2 separate regions of the Gossypium hirsutum genome follow, and region 1 is linked to region 2. Evidence: chromatin contacts called from public Hi-C data. All regions are on one chromosome and are shown on one strand. Each heading gives the region's core, a stretch centred on a gene start, on an enhancer-like site or on the middle of the called end of the contact. The rest is flanking DNA. Distances are from core to core; before and after follow the strand shown.

The links. Hi-C and Micro-C count contacts between places; a contact is called where the count stands out from the background.
Region 1: a contact with region 2 is called in a Hi-C map of leaf, with 2.5 times the contacts expected there. The contact joins the enhancer-like site here to the promoter of LOC107899536 in region 2. A contact is called at or near these places in 13 of 34 Hi-C or Micro-C datasets (anther, callus, fibers and 4 more).

Annotation. Positions count from the first base shown.
Region 1 is chrD04:48,329,939-48,332,902 of Gossypium_hirsutum_v2.1, reverse strand. No RefSeq gene overlaps it. Among protein-coding and RNA genes, the nearest start is that of LOC107899538, 17 kb to the left of the region's middle. Within about 2 kb of position 1,457, at least 3 of the 9 cell types and tissues checked have an H3K27ac peak or open chromatin away from gene starts, as enhancers often do. A contact at or near this core is called in hypocotyl and leaf, where this site is marked.
Region 2 is chrD04:48,274,349-48,277,048 of Gossypium_hirsutum_v2.1, reverse strand. It overlaps LOC107899536 (tRNA-specific adenosine deaminase TAD2), which reads right to left and starts at 1,330. Exons shown (of 10, transcript XM_041090745.1): 1 at 1,108-1,330; 2 at 703-801; 3 at 160-204; 4 at 19-56. The coding sequence starts at 204.

The sequences.
Region 1 (2,964 bases), core at 208-2,707, 56 kb before region 2:
TTTATTTTAGCTACAAACTTTGATGTATATATACGTATATTTTTTATTTGTTAGAAATATATATATTTTTTATGCTATTCATTTTTACGTGTATATATATATATGTATATATGTCCATATAGTTTAATTCACATACAAATATATATGTGTATATATATACTTATTTTTTTAACTTATATACATGTCTGTACATATCTATGTACATATTTTTAACTTTCATAAATATATATGCATGCTTGAATATATACACATATCTTATCATTTTTATATCTATACATATATAGATTTTTGCTTCTACAGTTTTATTTTTGTGTTGTTATTATTGCTTTATCTTATATTTATTTATGTGTTCATCATTATTTTTATAAAATGTTAGCGCTAGTTGTCTATTATTTCATGTATAATTGTTGTCATCTTTTATTTATTTATTTATCATTTTTTTGTGATTATTCGTGTTATGTTTACATCGTCGTATTTATTATTTTTTTGATACCCATATTAACATTGTGTTTTACGATTTTTGAATAAATAAATTTTGTGTTTAGATTTGGGAAGGTCGTACCCTAATTTACTGGTTTAGATTTTCACAATAAATCTAAATACGTGAATTTTTTAAACTCAAGTTTTAAATGATCTCGGGAATTAAGAAAAGATCGTGTCCTAACTTACTAGGCATGATCTCTTTTCTAAACCCGAGATAATTACATATCTTTTAAATAAGTAAATTTTAGCATTTTTTATTCACGTATCGGGAATTCGAGACATTGTGTCCTAACTTACTGGATATGATTCTTTTTCTCGAATAACGTGAAACATGCTTCTTTTCCCAAAAATTTTTATTTTAATACAAGGATCGTATTTTTAAATTTTTCAAGTTCTTAATTTTCAACACTAAGACATTAAGTAATCAACTAGGTACCAATTTTGGGCGCTACGAGGGTGCTAATCCTTCATCGTACGTAACTGACTTCCGAACCCCTTTTTTTGAATTTCGTGGACCAAATTCGTTGTTTTAATAAAATTAAATTGTTTATTAAAAATAACCACTTATCAATGTGATCCGATTACACCTCATCAAAAAAGATCGGTGGCGACTCCCGTTTTTTCATTTTTATTTTCAAAATCCAAGTCGACTCCTTTTTTCATCCAAAAAAATGATGTCAACACTTGGTAATGCCATTCGGTCTTACAAACGCATCCTCTGCCTTTCAAGAACTGATGAACGAAATTTTCTAACCAATTCTCCGACAATTTGTTCTTGTCTTTTTCGACGACATACTGATCTATAGCGCAACGTGGGCCTTGTATTTGGACCCTCTTTGACAGGTTCTTCAGCTCTTGCGTTCTCACCATTTGGTAGCAAAATAGTCCAAATATTTATTTGGACAAGAATATGTGGGCTACTTGGGCCATATCATTTCAGTCGAGGGTGTTGAGGTTGACCCAGACAAAATTCAGGCCATTGTCAATTTGCTCACACTGACAACAATCAAAGACATTCACGTATTTTTGGCCTTGGCTGGGTATTACCGACTTTTTATTCGCAAGTATGCAACAATAGTTGGCCCATTAACTGATTTACTTAAAAATGACTCTTTTAAGTGGACACCGACAACAAGCCTAGCCTTTTCTAAATTACAGAAACTATTGGCATCAGCCCTTATACTCTTAACTTCCAAAATTTTCTAAGCCCTTCACAATCGAAACTGATGCTTCAGGTATCGACATTGGCGCCATTCTGTCTCAAGATGGCCATCCCATTGCATTTTTCAGTCAAAAACTTTCTCCTCACCTGTAAGCCGCATCCACTTATAATCAAGAGATGTATGCTATTACCCAAGCCATCGCACAATGGCAGCAATATTTATTGGGTCACCGATTCGTTATCGTTACAGATCAACAGCCCTTAAAAAGCCTCACGAAGTATATCATCCAGACACCCGACCAACAAAAATGGGTTGGCAAACTATCGGGATATGATTTTGAGATCGTCTATCGTCCAGGCAAGCTTAACCATGCCGCAAATACCCTTTCACGACCTCTAGTAGCTTCCTTGTTTGCTATTATAGGTCCGGAGTTCGCCATCATTGTGCAATACGTGAGGCCAATAAAGCTCACTCTGAGTTATTAACTTGGCATGCTCAACTTCGTGCCCATCCTGAATCCCTTTTGGGTTATATGAATCGCGACGGTCTCTTATATTTTCACGACTGCCTTATCATTTCGTCTGATTCCCCCCTTCGGCACCAATTCATAAGCGAGTTTCATTCTACTCTGATAGGTGGACATGCAAGAATCACTCGAACATTCCATCGACTTTCTTCAATTTTTTTCTGGAAAGGAATGTGTGGTGATGTTCACTAATTTGTCTCCGAATGTTCTATCAGTGAACAAATGAAAGACTCATCCTTGCACCTTGCTGGCTTACTTCAACCTCTGCCAATTCCAACTTTGGTGTTCGAAGACATCTCTATGGATTTTATTACCAGGTTACCACCTTCACGAGGGAAAGCTACTATCATGGTGGTCGTAGATCGTCTCTCCAAATATGGACATTTCTTAGCCCTTCCTAATGATTTTTTGAGTCTCACGATTGCATCGACCTTTTTTACGAACATTATCCGTCTTCATGGCATTCCCCGCACAATAGTCACGGATCGACATCCTCATTTTATTCTATATTTCTAGAAGAAAATTCGTCGTCTACATGACACCATTCTCGCAATGAGTACCCCTTATCACCCTCAAACCGATGGCCAGACAGAGGTCCTTACCAAATGTCTTGAAATGTACCTCCGTTGCTTCACAGGAAATACTCCCTACAACTAGGTTGCGATGTTACCTTGGGCAGAATATTGGTACAACACAGCTTATCAAACCACCACTCAGATGACACCCTACGAAGCCCTTTACGAACGACCACCACCAACTCTTGTCACCTACTCTTGTCTGGTATGTCAAAAC
Region 2 (2,700 bases), core at 81-2,580:
TATGAGATTAATACTTACCCAACAGGCACTTCAAGGCTTTCCGAAGCAAGTTTTGCCTGGAAAAAGAAAGGTGGGAGGGGGGGGGGAGGAGCTGAATTACAGTAGCAACAGTATAAAAATTGGATTACGAAAAGGAAGAAAAAGAATGATTGGGATTACCTGGTGAATTGCAAGTTCCATGTATGCTAGATTATCACTTTCCATCTAAGACAATAAGAAAGAACAAAGAAAGTGAAGCAAAAGCTAAAAATGACAAAGAGGAAAAATAAGACCAGATTTTAGACGAAATGACTGGTAGCTACTGAAAGAAAAACAAAAAATGAAAAAAAACAACTGCCCAAATCCTGCAATTCAAATACCAATATTCAACTACCTAAAAACAAGAAAAGTAAAACCTACGGGTGAGCAATCAGTCGGGTCAGTGCAGAAAAATCAAAAACTGACTTAACCGACTTCCCCTTTTTAAGGAACTGAAACCGAACCGACTTAGTTGGAGAACCGAGAAAACCAACCCAAATTAGTTTTGATCCGTTACTGACCAAACCGAGTTTAGTTTGCTTCAATTTTTTTTCCAAACATGATAAAATGACGATAGCAATTGACAAATTCAGTTTACAGCTTCAATTTTAGATTTTTATTTTTTTTATAATTAAAAGAAGGCAACGGGGCCGTAAGTTCTACCAGACCTTACATAATTGGTACCTCTCATATCACTCAAGCATAATTTTTGAACTTCAGGGAATAGGTCTTCAAAAACCTTAACAGCATATGACCTGCTGGTTCATGACTTCGCCATAAAATCTGCAAATTGATTGGCTTCTCGATACACATGCTTAAAATGCACAGTAAGTTCTTACACATTAACTGATAACAACAGCTTTAAACTCGATTCAAAGGACATATGATTGGAGGGTTGAGTCTATTTGTAACCCACAAAATTGCCGATAAAATCAGCATAATTGAAGGCCAATGGATGCAAAATGCTACATAATTAAAACAGTTTTAGTAAAATGACGAAGAGGTCCATCTTAAAGAAACGATTTCAGTCAAATATCAATAACCCCAAATCGCAGCAAATATAATTAGAAAAAAAACCCAAAAAATTACCTGAGAACCGAGAAAGGCGAACTGATCAGCGGTAGCGCGAAAACGAGAGAGGGAGACCTTACACCGACTGACGACCAATGGACAGAGATTAAAAAAGGAAAAAAGAATAGAAATAAAAGAAAAAAGAAAGAAAGGGCAACAGAAGGGAGGAACGGGTTTTAGGAGAGAATGCAGAAAGGACTAAGGTGAAAGACAAAGAGAAGAAGAAGAAGTGGAGCAACAGTTTTAACAAATTTGGGCAAGTTGAAATTGTTAGAATGGCCAAGTGTAAAGGGAAAAGGAGAATATTGCACCCTAGGTCCCTGTACCTTTGAATTGTTTCTATTCAACCCTTGGGTCACCGGGTACAATTTTTTTTTCTTTTCCTTTATTTTGAATTGTTGTTTTTGTTTTCCTTTTGCATCTACGATCTCAGTTAGAATTATTAGCACATGGTGTCGATGAATTGAAATTCAAATTCATGTTGAGTATATGCTTTGATATATCATGTATTTGAATATGTGCGCTTTGGTATATATATATATTATATTCACACATTTATATGGCCATGCAATATGCTAAAATGAGGGGGGGTGCATGGGAATGAGAACTACAACCACTAAATCATCTCAAAGCACAACCATGTTTAGTATCAATGTGATACTTGTTCTTTAAGAATGTTTAAATTTTTTATGAGTAGCTCCTGAAGATTAACAAATTTATCATTGTGGTACTCGTTGTTTAAGAATGTTCAATCTACCTATCCTATCAAAACATCGAACTGCTTATCTACCTACCACTAACACATTTAAATATGACTTATAATGTGGCTTTCCGAAGCAAGTTTTGCCTATAAAAAGAAAGGGGGGGCTGAATTACAGCAACAACAATACAGAAATTGGACTAGGAAAAGGAAGAAAAAGAATGATTGGGATTACGTGTGCAAGATTATCACTTTCCATCTAAGACAATAAGAGAGAACAAAGAAAATGAAGCAAAAGCTAAAAATGACAAAGAGGAAAAATAAGACCAGATTTTAGACGAAATGATTGGTAGCTACTGAAAGAAGAACAAAAAATGAAAAATAAAATTAAAACGATTGCCCAAATCCTACAATCCGAATACCAATATTCAAAACCCTAAAAATAAGAGAAGTAAAACCATAAACAAATACAACACATAGAACACAAAACTGAGTTCAAATGAATGAAATAACGAAAGAAAACGTATCTCAAATGTAATGGTTTTGGAGAAGAAATCTAAAGAAGGATCCGAAAGAAATGGCCTCAAGAAATGGAATAAATAAAAAAATTATAATTTTTAAAAATATATAAATTATAAACAGAGATAAAAATTTTATTGTTTTTTCTTAATCAATAAATTGATTTTTTTTTTTGAGTTCTTTCAGATTCTTACTTAATTTAATTTTTATTTGAGATCAAATAAATGGTTCTCACAAACATAGTCCCTCAAAGGTGATCAAATTCAGTTAATTTTCACTAATGACATTCCTCTTGCAGTGAGTCTGTGCAAGTCAACCATTCATCATCATCTCGATACCAAAGTTGCAATGAATATCTATTATGGCTAAAATGAAAAAAAAAAAAAACATTC